Regions from separate parts of the Mus musculus genome. Here region 2 is linked to region 1. Evidence: chromatin contacts called from public promoter capture Hi-C data. All regions are on one chromosome and are shown on one strand. The core of a region is the stretch at or near the end of the contact, and the rest is flanking DNA. Distances in the headings are between cores, read along the strand shown.

Region 1 (6,643 bases), core at 1,517-4,016:
TCCTGGAACTCACTTTGTAGACCAGGCTGGCCTCGAACTCAGAAATCCACCTGCCTCTGCCTCCCAAGTGCTGGGATTAAAGGTATGCACCACCACCGCCCGGCCTGTCTCAAAATTTTAAAAAGAAAAAAGGAAAGGAGGAGGAGGAGGCTGGAGATATAGCTTGGTGTAGAGGGCTTGCCCAGCATTGGTGGAACCCTAGGTCCCATTTCCAGTACTGAAGCAAAAACAAAAACAAAAAAAAGCCAATTTCCACTGAGCAGGTGGCTGGCCTGAAGCCACAGCTACTTTAGAGTCTCAGTCTAGCAATGAGTCTCAACCTTCAAATGCTGTGAGCCTTCGGTACAGGTCCTCACATTGTGGTGACCCCAACCATAAAACTATTTAGTTACTACTTCACAACTGTATTTTTGCTACTGCTATGAATGGTAATGTAAATGTCTGATATGCAACCCCCAAAAGGGTCGTGACCCACAGGTTGAGAACCACTGGTCTAAAGGATGCTTCAGGACCAGGAGAGCCCAGGAATTCAAGGCCAGCCTGGGCTACACAGCAAGTATCCCAATAATAATGATGATAATAATAATAATAAAACATTTCTCTGGGCCATCAAGATGGCTCATCAGGCAAAGGTGCCTGCCACCAAATCTGATGACCTGAATTATATCCCTAGGACCCACCAAGAGGAAGGAGAGACAAAAAGTTGTCTCTGACCTCCACAAGTGTAGGGTTATACCTGTGCACATCCATGCACATATAGAGATAAATGTCATTTTAATTTTTAGAAGTTTGCTTTCAGGGGGCTGGAGAAATAGAAGTTCAGAGCACTGACTGCTCCTCCAGAGGTCCTAAGTTCAATTCCCAGCAATGACATAGTGGCTCACAGCCATCTGTAATGGGATATAATTCTCTTTTGATGTGCATGAAGACAGATCACTCATATACATTAAGAAAAGAAAAAAAATAAGCTAGGCATGGTAGTGCATGCCTTTAATCCCAGCACTCAGGAGGCGGAGGCAGGTGGATCTATGAGTTCAAAGCCAGCCTGTTCTACAGAGTCAGTTCCTATATAGCCAGCTAGGGCTACATAGAGAAATGCTGTCTCAAAAAAACCAAACAAACCAACAATAACAAAAGTTTGTTATTCAAAATGTAAGAGTGGCCACACCCACAGTTGCCAGAGACATTTCTGATCCTATTCAGCAACTTTGTGCTTCCAAATTGTATATGAAGCTCTATTCCTTCTCAGTGAACAACTAGAAAGGAAACACTTACATGAACCCCAACAGACTGAACATCCTTGTCCCAGCCCTGTAGCCGTATCCCCCCCCCCACCCCAAGGCTAGTCCTATGTAAAGAACCCAAGTCCTTTACAGACTGAAGAAAATAATACTCTCTGGAAACAAAAATAAGTGGAAATTATGCCTGAGTAGGAAAAAAAAAAAAAAACAGAGTGGGGTGGACCATATTTGGGAGGCTGACACAGCAGGACTGGGAAATCACAGACTAGCCTTGGCTACATAGTAAAGCCAGACTGGGCTATATATTAGATTCCTCACTACCACTTCACAAACAACTCTTCAAACAAACTACACATCACAACACACACACACACACACACACACACACACACACACACACACACAGAGTGCAGAGAGAAGCCAGGCTCCATCCCGGTTTCGGATGTTAGCGTTCTCTAGCTCTGTAAAGCACCACAGTGCTATAACGCAGCATGGAGCCCTCCCAATACAACTCTAGCTACCAGTCTACTGGAGGAGACTGGAGGTGAAAGTAGCCAATGCAAAGAGTGTGGCTTACCCAGGAGGAAGTCGCTCTTTGCCCAAGGGGTTCAGAAAGGCTTCCCCAAGGAAGCTGAGGGGTCGTGAAGGGGAAGTAACATTTCCCCAGTGTGGATCAAAGAACCTCACATAAGCACTGCTGGAAAGTCCAGGTCTTTAGTAGGCTTAGAAGATGAATGAGGGGTTGGGGAGAAGATGTGGGTTGGCAAGGGATAGCGCTGCAGAGGGTACCAGGCTAGAACAAGGACTGGGAGGCAGTGGACCGTGTGTATAGTGACTGCCTGGGGGAAATACGGTCAAAACAGGGGGTTAGGTCATATGATTAGCGGGTTACATGGTCCTGTCCCCTGGATCCGACCCTCCACAGTCGCTACTTTGACTAGCTCAGTCCATTCCCCACCTCTGCAGGAGCAGAGAATCCCAGAGACCAGGGCATTACCTATTTGGGAAGCCCCCCCCTTACTTCTTCCTACCCCAGAAACTCGTCCTTACCGGGGTTGCCGGGCTCATGGTTCCTGATGGTCAGAGCTGCATCCCCAAGAAGGTTCCAGAAGTGGGGCTTGACTCTGCCTTAGAGATAAAGGGATCAGGAAAGAGCTACCAAGCAGGCGCTGAAGGGAGAGGTAGGGAGGGACCGCACCAGTCCTAAAGAAAGTCACCCTCTTTTCCAGCCCCCTCCCGGGCTTTCCTGGCTGAGATCTCCTCTGTCCTTCTGTTTTTGGCCAAGTCACCTGGTGATTCCGAGGTGGTGTTGATCCAGGTCTCCAAGATAGGGTAGGGAGGAGGGTGGAATAAAGGAGACTGGAGATGGGGCAAGGCAGGTTCTCTGGCCCAGTTTAGGGCAGGGCTAAGTTTTCATTCTGAGGCCTAGCAGGCTGTGTCCATCTCCATCTCCCCAGTCGTGGCTGTGCGGCCTGGCTCCTTAAGTCTCCCTTCTTGGCTCCCCGGTCTCTTTAATCTTGACCCAGAGCCACCCCAGTGCTTCAGCCCTTTCGTGCTGTGCGTGCTCTGGGGGATTTAGCACAACAGATCCTATTAGCCAGTAGCTCATCCCCTCTTAGCAGCCCCAGCAACCGCATCTTTCAAACTACGCTGTTTTTCATCTCTGTGCCTTTAACTCATTCTCTGGTCTCTGGAAAGTCTCAACCCTACCCAATTTTGACTAATTTTTCTCCTTTCTATAACCGGGATGGGAGGAAGGAGAGAAAGAGACAGATGCCGGGCAGTGGTGGCGCACGCCTTTAACCCCAGCACTTGGGAGGCAGAGGCAGGCGGATTTGAGTTTGAGGCCAGCCTGGTCTACAGAGTGAGTTCCAGGACAGCCAGGGCTACACAGAGAAACCCTGTCTCAAAAAACAAAACAAGAGCCGGGCGTGGTGGCACATGCCTTTAATCCCAGCACTCGGGAGGCAGAGGCAGGCGGATTTCTGAGTTCGAGGCCAGCCTGGTCTACAAAGTGAGTTCCAGGACAGCCAGGGCTATAAAGAGAAACCCTGTCTCGAAAAACAAAAAACAAACAAACAAACAAACAAAACAAAAACAAAAAAAGAAATAGACAGATGGAAGAAAAAGAGAAGGAAGTTGAAGGGAGGAGGGAAGAGTGGAAAGGAACGGGAAGGAAGGAAGGGAGACAGGGAGCTATCTCTCCCGAGAATATTGGCAGGTTAAGCCGCTAAAATACTTCTATAGTCGCTATTATGTTGATAATGATCAGTTAAATTCTCATCTAGATACTCCTGAAGTTCATTTTCCTGCACATACGCAGAGGTTTGGGGGCAGGGTGATCTGACTCCCTCATTAGCAGCTCTGAAGATTCTCCTTTGCTGCTCTGGTTACCTTGAGGAAAAAAAAAAAAAGGCTTTTAAGTCAAACAGCCACGGGGATGCGCAGGATAACAGCTGATGACGCCAACTCCGGAAAGCAGCTTCAGCCTGGGCTGTTTCCAGCGGTTTGGATTACTAGGCTTGGTGAACTCTAGGTGAACCGGCTGCGACCAGCTGTCTCCATCTACTAGAGAGGGACACGCGTCCTCTAGTGGCCTAGAGAGGGACTGCTGTAACTGTTCTCCAGAAGCAAAGCATCGATTGTTCCAAAAGCAAACCTCCCTCCGTGCCTGTGACTGGCATTAAAGCGGTCAGGAGGAGATGGGTCCAACACGAGGCCGCTGACTGTATAAGTGGGTTGCTCAGCCTCATTTAGTCACCAAAGACACCTTCCTTCTCTGGTGTTGCTCATTAGGCCTAATAGAAAGCTTCTCCGGGCAATTTCTTACCTACTGTGGTACATGTCAGCTGGTAACTGATAGAAGAAGCGGCAGGGACAGAAGAGTGGCACTGACAGACTGGCCATGAAGGTGGCAAGGTGACAAGGTGCTTAACAGTTAAAGAAAAGCTGTCAGGACAGAAAGAAGGGTGACAGAGGCAGAGAGATGGCAAGAGAGCTAGGAGAACTGAGACTAGCCCCGGTCGCGGAAGGAGCCAATAAGTCTTTAGGGCCGGTCAGCTGTAACGCTGACCGCCACCAAGGGCTGAGGATTCCTTGTGAGTAGGTCTGCCTGAAAGCTGAAATGCCAGTCGCAGCCATAGACTGAGGAATCCTGACTTCCTAAGTCTTCACTAATGCTGTCACACTTACAGGGCTAAGTGTCCCAATTCCAGAGGCATCCAAGACTGTGACACTAGAGGGTCCCGCCTACTGCCTCACCCACCTGTCTACACTCAGAGCTGCCAGAGACCAGCATTTGAGAGTATCTCCTTGTCAACCACGATTTCTATATGGGCGAAGCAGAGAGGATCCAGGAGGCTGATTGCAGAAGGACTGAAGGAAGCCAGGGAGAGAAGGGAGGAGAGAGGAAACAACCAAGCAAGCTGGCCTCAGAGTCTGAACCTTGGTCCTGCCACCTCCCGCCAGAATCCTCTCTGGTTCTTCCTCCTCCCCTCCTTAGATGGGCAGCTAAGCATCTTCCTCAGAGGGGTGGGGGAGGGGCGGTGCAAACATCTCCCAGATTACACTCTCCGGATTTAGCAACCAGAAGAAAAGGGAAGATTCTCCAACAGCAGTGCAAACTTCAATGAAAAGATTCTCCATCAGCCTCATAAAGAAGGATGCAGAGACAGGGAAAAGAAGGAAGCTGGGAAAACCAAAACCACAGATCTAGATACTGAATTGTTTGGTTGGTTGGTTGGGTCTGTACTTTGCTTTTCTCCAGACAGGGTTTCTCTGTGTAGCCCTGACTGTCTTGGAACTCACTCTGAAGACCAAGCTAGCCTCAAACTCAGAGATCCGTCTGCCTCTGTCTCCCGAGTTCTTGGATTAAAGGCATGCACCACCACTACCCAGCACCAATACTGAATTTAAATACAGCCAGATTTGGTATGTGTCCCTGGACAATGACTGGCTCCAAGAAGTTAATAAAAGGTGAGCTAACAGGTTGTGGGCATGCCTGTAATGTAACCAGTTGGGTAGCTGAGGCAGGAAGATCAGCCTGGACTATAGAGCAAAACCAGCTCAAAAATAAATAAATAGATAGATAGATAGATAGATAGATAGATAGATAAAAAAAAGCAAAAGCAGACTTTCCCCAGGGAGAGAGGAACACCTTTTAAATATAAACTCTGGAAATTCATTGAGTATTTGTTTGTTTGTTTTTAATTACAAAAGTATTACTTATCAAAGCTGAAGAGATGGCTCAGGGGTTAAGAGCACTATCTGTTCTTCCTGAGTTCAATTCCCAGCAACCACATGGTGGCTCACAACCATCTGCAGTGGGATCCAATGACTTCTTCTGGTATGTCTGAAGACAGCTACAGTGTACCCACATACATAAAATAAATGAATCAATCTTTTAAAAATGTATTACTTATGTGTATGGATTTTTCCCTGCATATATATCTGGCACCACGTGTGTGCCTGGTGCTCAGGGAGACTGGAAGAGGTCAGCAGATTCTCCAGAACTTGAGTGGCACATGATTGTGAGCTGCCGTGTAGGTGTTAGAATTGACATGGATCCTCTGAAAGAGCAGCCAGGGCTCCTATCTCAGCTACCTCTCCAACCCTACTTCTTTTTTCTTGGTTTTTTTTTAAGATTTAATAATTTTTATTTTATATGTATGGGAGCTTTGCCTGCATGCTTGTCTGTGTACCATATGGTGCCTGAGGAGGCCAGAAAAGGGTGTTGGATGCCTGGAACTGGAGTTACAGATGGTTGAGCTATCACGTGGGTGCTGGAAACTGAACCCAGATTCTCTGGAAGAGCAACAAGTACTTTGTTTGTTTGTTTGGTTGGTTGGTTTGGTTTGGGGGTTGTTTTTTTTGTTTGTTTGGTTGGTTGGTTGGTTGGGGTTTTTTTTTTGGTGGGGGGGTTCTAGACAGGGTTTCTCTGTGTAGCCTTGGCTGTCCTGGAACTAACTCACTTTGTAGACCAGGCTGGCCTCGAACTCAGAAATCTGCCTGCCTCTGCCTCCCACTGCCTGGCACAACAAGTGCTCTTAACTGCTGTGCCGTCTCTCCATGCCCCACATCCATTTCCTTTTTTAAAGTTTTACTCTGGGATAGACAAGCTGTAGTCAAGAGGAGAAAGGAGACAGAAAAAGCTCTGCCGCCTGAGTTAAGCTGACAGGGAGGTCAGCCACATGACAGACACAGCAGGTAGAGGGGCTTAGGAGAATCCTAAAGCAAGCAAGAAAGCACACTCTAGCTCTGGCCAGATAGAAAGGAGAGAAACCTTGCACCTTTCTGAGTGAAGGTGAGCAGCCCCAACTGAGCCCCAGGGCAGTTCACACATGGGAACTGCCCTCTTTCCTTTCCTTTAGATTTTTGTGTTTCTGTGTTTGTTTAAGACAAGA
Region 2 (6,452 bases), core at 2,362-4,861, 180 kb after region 1:
ACAACAGACCAAGAACAAACCCACCTGGTTATGTAGGAATGTTAGCAGCTTCATGTCCCCAGGCTCAGAACCTGGGAAAGCAGAGAGTTTGGGGAAGGGTGGAGGGAGGGAAGACACTGGGGAGGGAGGTAGTGTGAAGAAGGGCAGGAGGGTGCTTAGCTCTGGTTTGAAAGGTCTCCGGCCCCACTGCTGGGCCTGGACCTTCTGATTTGCACAGTGATGTTAACTGACCTGGCACTTCCTTCAGAGATGCTTTGACCTCAGACCTGCCAAACAGCTGCATGTGCTGGGATACCAGCATCCAGAGGCTTCGCATAATCCCACACCCAGCCTGAGCCTCGAGGACCTCTCCTGAGGCGCTTCCTCCTGATGAGAGTAGGAACTGGTGGCATTTCTCTCCCTTGCCCTTCTGCCCTTCCCCGTGCCGGACGCACACGTCTGTCTGTGGGGCTGGCAGGCAGGCCAAGCTCTTGGTTACCTTGTGCCATGTCACGGCCAAAGTGAAGGAACCACATTCCAGGTGGGAGCTGGCGGTTCTGAAGGTCAGGATAGTGAAGGAAAACAATAGCAATAATCATTTCATACTCATGGAACTGAAGGAACCTTAGCATCCATCATCTCACCCAGTCCCCTATCTGACAGATGAGGAAACTGAGGCCCAGAGAAGCAGAAAGGACTTCTCTGAACCTCACTGTAAATTAGCATTAAATGCAGCCGTCCTACTACTGGCATTTTACCTACAAAAATTTTGCTAGGGATGGATTGGCTTGACTTTGTAAGAATTAAGTCAGCAGTGCCACATCTGGTGAGCTCTGTAATGACCTCTGGGCTTGTTTCTGCTGTTCCCCCACGGACTCCAAAGGTGGGGGCTAAGAGAGGCCACATAGAGCAGGCGGCAGAAATAGAAATTACACTTGGAAAACCTATGAAGACATCTGGAATGTTCATCTTGAACCTGACTCCACTCCAGGAAAAGGAGTAGGTGGGCTGACTGGAAGGAGAGCCTGTGCACTTAGGACAGTAGCTCTTTATCCCAAGAAGAGAGGAAGAGTGGGAGCCACCCAGAGAGGTGCACATGAATGAGGCCAAGCAGATACAGTCACATCTGGGAGAAGAGGGACCCCGACCAGCCACCCTCCTGTGCACAGCTAGCAAAGCCGACATCTTCCCTGGGTGGAACAGGAATACCTTACTGTGTAAAATTGGATCACTGGTAATATTTCAGACTTGAATTATTTTCATTTTAAATTCATTTTAAACTTGGACATCACCTTCCTATTTCCCAAGTCCCCCTAAAGGAAAAAAAAAGGAAACCACTGAGCTGGAATGACCTCAGAAACAGTCTGACTGTCCCCAGGGGGTCAGAGTTCTTCAGCGTCTGTGGCAAAGAGCCAGAAGTTAAGGCTGCTACCTTCCTGGTCTCCCAGGAACTTCAGGACCAGGAAAACTCAGCTGTTCTGGGGTGCTGACAAGGTTTCATTTTAAAACAAAGTTTTCCAGTGTTAATCTGATCTTATAACACCTCTCCCTGTCCTCTGTGGTTTTGTAGAGGTGGATGAAGGTTGCTAGAGATCATGTCTAACATGTTAAAAAATGCCAAACTGATAAAGGTGGTGGTAATTGTAGGTTACATTTGTTAGGTGCTTCATTAGTTTCAAAGCACTTCATGACCTTTAATATACTGACCCTGAGAGCAAGCAACAGGGTCGGTTATTCCACTCACTTGACAAGTGATGCGATAGATTCTAAGGAGAAATGAAATGGCCCAAAGTGAGCTCACTGCTGGGATCCTGGCAGGCTACCTAGACCCCACGGTCTCCAGGTGACCTGGTGGCAGAGGAAAACACAGACCCAGGAGTGGCCTTTTCATGTTTGTTCTTTCTACACCAGTAAATAAAAGCTGTTTGCACCCCTCACTGTTCATGTGGGTTAGCCCTGACAGATGAAGGCATGGAGCCTGCTATTTAATTCATAGAGGTTCCAAGGCTCCGAAAAGTACAGGGACTTTCTGGTAAGGAACCCCCTGCTGGCGCTGTTCTCTCCAGGCCTGATCCAAACATAGGCTCATGTTCTGAAGCATCTGTGCTCTGCACCTCATCTGGGATTCAAGAGCAGAAAAGTCCCAAGGTGAAAACCAAGTATTGGCATGCTGTAGTCTAGAAGAACCAGACCCATTAACTCTTTTTAGTAAGAGCACAAAAGCTGGCCTCACCCTTTTGTTTGATAGAGATCCACAAGTCTAGCCAAGCTTAGGGAGTCATAGTGAAGGGACTGAGCCCTAGGGCACAGGGGGTTATGTGACCACAGCTGGCAAGGTGACACGTAGCTGGCAGGAATACTCTAGGTATCATCTAAACAGTCTGGAGGCTCAGTGGTCAAGACAGAGGAGGCCAGAGCTGGAAGGGTCCCCTCACCATAGGATGAGGGGTGTGCACATGACCATGAGCTGCCACACTGGCATCACCATACACAGACACCTTGTCCACACCTTTTCCCCTCCCCAGTGCAGTGCTGAAGGAGAGGTGCCTGAAGGAGAGGTGCCTCTGTTCACCAGCCTCCCTTATCACCATTTGTTCACCTTTATCCACCCTGGGCCAGGAAGTCTGGAAACTGGACTACTCACAGTTAGTGAAAGCCTGAGAGTCTCTTGTCATGCTTAAAACAAAACAAAACAAAAAACAAACAAAAGCCCTATTTTTCTTCCTATAAGATAAACCACGTTTTCCTTCTCGTTATCCCAGGAATGCCCTAAAGTGCACCCCCTTCCCTGAATATTCATCAGGGACACACATCTATCTGTCCAGACCTCTTTTTGTAAAGTACTTTGACTTTGATTGCCAAAACCTCTAAAGATAGGAGGCAGGGTATGCATCGTGATGCTATGAAGGGGTCACAGGCTTGCCAAAGGACACATAGCTCATGAGTGAAAGAGCCAAGATTTAGACTCTTCTGATCCTCTATTCTTGTTGCTGCCTCCTACTGGATCTCGAGTGTAAGCTTGCTTGAAGAAAGAAGGGGTTACTTGCTACCCCACACAGAAGCGTTTATGAAGACTTGGGGAGCTCCGGTCCATCAGCTGAGCAGATTTTTAAGAATTTCTGCTTTGGGCCAAGACCTATAATGGGCCCTGGAGACCCAGAGATAGATAGATCCAGCTGGTAGTACAGATAGGAATTTGCCACAAAAGACCTAACTCAGGACACTGAAGGTGACAACTGCCTAGTACTGAAGATAATTGAGGACAGTATCGTCCATCTTTCAACAAAGAGTCTTGCTTCTGGAAAGCCTGCACAATCTGTCCATCTGGCTCCTGTCCAGATCCAACAAAGTACGTTAACGGGGCATGGTATAAGCCTGAACTACTGAAAGCATGTCTGGACTGGAGTACAAGGTTTATTTGAGAACCAGAAACTAACTTGTGTCCCATGTATCCCAGTGCTTTCTGGCCATCAGGGCAGTTCTACGTTTGAGACCTAGCAGTGTTTCTTTGGAAGGCTTGATGCTCTGTTCTAAATAGCTTTCAGAAATGAGTCATGGAGAGCATACAAGTAGCACAAATCCCTTGGTCACCAAGTTCTGGCATCTGTATTGTGCAGACATGACACATCAGATAAGGCATTGGCTGAACCAGGCTTAGTTCCCTGCATATCAGATATCTTGCCCCTGCTATGGGCTCTGGTCTTCACAGCGTTCTGGCAGAATCAGTCATCATCCCATGTGTGACTCATGTTCAGTGAGCTCTGCTTTTCCATCTTGAGTTAACTACATGACTGCTGAGTGTGTGGCCCCAAGTATCTTGTCAAGCTAGGGAGACTAGAGAAGGAGGGCAGCCTGGGTTGGAGTGGACAAAGGAGAGCAAAGCAGCGGAAACATCTTGGCTAGGTTTCCTGCTCAGACAACACCTGAGCCTCTAGACAGACTTCTGTGGACATGCCGGGCTGGCAGCAAGGTTTGTCCTTTTCCTACCCCTGTTCGCTCTCCTAGGGGGAAAAAAAGAAAAAAAAAAATTGTGAAATTTGGCATTATGTGGTTCCAGGGCTCAGCTTTCAAAATTCCCAGTAGGCCAGCTTCAACATTCCATGGCCAAACTCGCCTGACCTAGACTTGGGTCCCACTCTCAGTTTCTCCTGTGGGTATTTCCTAATTTATAAACTGTTAATGCCAGCCAGAAGGCCAGCTAAGAATATAGGAGTTGAAACTAGTGGCCACAGAGTCAAAGAGGGACACAGAAGACAAGCAGCACTTGCTTTCCTTACCGTGGCTGCTGCTTTCGGTAGCCCTTAGGTAGCCCTGCGGTGGCAGTGTGTCCCTTTATCCTTTCCAGCCTGAGGGACAATTTTCTTTCCCAAGAGAACAGATTTAAAACAGCTTTACAGATAGCAGCAGCCCACAGGAATCTGCTTTGGGTTTGACCCTAGCATCCTCTGTCCTAGACCCCAGCTCAGCCATCCTCCTCATGCATGAAAGTCAGACTAAATGAAGAATAGGACTGGCCCAGAGACCTCAGGTCAGCCAGATCAACTGGATCTGTCTTGTGAACCAAGCTCCTTACAAGGTGATGCAAGGCTAGGCCTCCTGCACCTTGGAGTTGTCTTTTATCTTTGAAGGCCCAGGGCCTGTCCCCTTCCTGTCTTCAAGGCATCTGCACCCCTCTTTCATAGCACATGACAGAGAAGCTTGTTCTCATGGCATGGACCATCCCTGTGAAGAGAGCGTTGTGTATGATTTTTGTATTTTTTAATTCATTTTAACCTACAGGTTGGAATCTAATTTTTAAATTTTATTGGAACTCACATTTTAAAACAAATAAAAAACATTTAAAAATAATAATAATTATAATAATAAACCTTTGACCAGTGTCTTCCAAGTAGTTTGATCAAATAATTTATAGATGTTTTCAAAATACAGCCTGGAGTGTAAAGATTGGAAAGCCCTGTGGCCACGCTTGTGTGTATGAAGTGTAAATCTGGCTTTGTTGTTTTGGATTCCTTTGGGTTTTGCTTTGTTTTGAAGATCAGATAGTGATCACTCTGAATGGTTGAAGCCAAGAGTTTGTAACTATGATATTTACTGTAAGCTGTAGAACATTCAACAACTATTAAAAGAAAGTTTCCAAAAAAAAAAAAAAAAAACCAACAAAAACCAAAACGTGTGTCTTGGGTGAGGGAGGCACAGACCTCCTCCAGCCAGTGAGTCCCTGCGCTGCTCCTCCCCCAGGGCATTCTAAGCTGCTTTTTAACCTGTTGTGAGTACACACCTGGAGCCCCAGTACGTCGGAGGCTGGGGTAGGATTGTAACTCAAAGGCTGAGGATACACCCAATGGTTAGAGCACAGGCTGCTCTCACAAAGGGCCAGGGTTTGAGTCCCAGAACCCATAGTGGTTCACAACAGTCTATAACTCAGGGGATACCGTGCTGCCTTCTGGTCTTTGGAAACACCATTCATACACATAAAATTCATACACACATAGGCATTTATACACCAGTGCACGTATGATCTCAGGAAAGAAATCAAGCATTGCAGTGTTCCATGTCCTCTCTGGCCTGGGAGGGGGCACAGTGGATGGGAGCTGTGGAGTGGTAAGTTCAGCGCCTGGATCATATAATACGATGGAGATCCAGGGAAGCTGTTAAAGGCCTGGCTTCTACTGAGGCTGAGGTATAGCTCAGTGGTATATGTGTGCAGCAGGGACCCCCCCAGCACCAAAAGAAAGAAAAAGAGGGGGAAGCGGTAACAAAACCCTGCGGTTTCTTGAGTGGCTGTGGATGGCTTGCTGCTCACCTCTGCGTGTTGACCTTTGAGGTCTTTATACCTTGCTGCAGGGGAAGCTCTGCTCTTTGTCCCACGTGGGAGGTAAGGGCCTTGGCTAAGGTGAAGTTGGAATTCATCCTTGGTCTGGTTCCAGAATGCAGGCCCATCTCAGAGGAGGTGGTTTCTTAAGAGACGGGATCTCCTCCTCTCCTCAGAGCAGTGAGGGAGTGTCAGGAAATCAAGAGGAGCTAGGTGGCTTATTACAGGACTTACTACAAACCCACAGGGCCTCATACAAGCCTGTCATTAAGGACTCTTTCTTTTTGTTTTTTTGTTTTTTTTCTTCCCCTCTCCTGTACACTGAATCTGCTGTCCCTTCAGGGTGATCCACTGCCAATGCTGCCAAGGCTTTTTGTCTTAGTTACTTTTCTTTTGTGAAGGCATCTTGCACGCGCTCGACTGGCCAGGAAGAACGACGCTGCAACAGGATCCTTCTGCACACGTTTATTGGGAGAGCTTGATTGTAGAGGCGAAAAGACTTCGAGCCCAGAACTGGTGCTGCTTTTATAGGCCTAGGAGGGGCGTGTCTCACACCCGGATTGGTTATGCACTAAGCCTCATTTGCATGTTCCTCATCTGATTGGCTACTCTCTCTCAGTACCTTACAGAACCTCATTATCATACCTCATTTGCATGTCTC

What was found. Promoter capture Hi-C pulls out the DNA fragments that hold promoters and counts their contacts.
Region 2: a promoter capture Hi-C map of the C10 cell line shows a contact between it and region 1. The contact joins the enhancer-like site here to the promoter of Plekhb1 in region 1. A contact is called at or near these places in 12 of 39 promoter capture datasets (the 3T3-L1 cell line, 3T3-L1-derived adipocytes, the C10 cell line and 8 more), 1 of 484 Hi-C or Micro-C datasets (bone marrow-derived macrophages), 8 of 115 datasets of contacts at active chromatin or transcription factors (the HPC-7 cell line, cardiomyocytes, embryonic basal ganglia and 4 more) and 4 of 9 other capture datasets (adipose tissue, liver, macrophages and 1 more).

The regions. Positions count from the first base shown.
Region 1 is chr7:100,659,628-100,666,270 of GRCm38.p6, forward strand. Plekhb1 (pleckstrin homology domain containing, family B (evectins) member 1) reads right to left here and starts at 2,767. Exons shown (of 9, transcript NM_013746.3): 1 at 2,531-2,767; 2 at 2,292-2,365. The coding sequence starts at 2,309.
Region 2 is chr7:100,836,515-100,842,966 of GRCm38.p6, forward strand. It overlaps Fam168a (family with sequence similarity 168, member A), which reads left to right. Exons shown (of 9, transcript NM_001362169.1): 9 at 1-5,132. Among named protein-coding and RNA genes, the nearest start is that of Relt, 24 kb to the right of the region's middle. Within about 2 kb of position 3,612, at least 52 of the 459 cell types and tissues checked have an H3K27ac peak or open chromatin away from gene starts, as enhancers often do.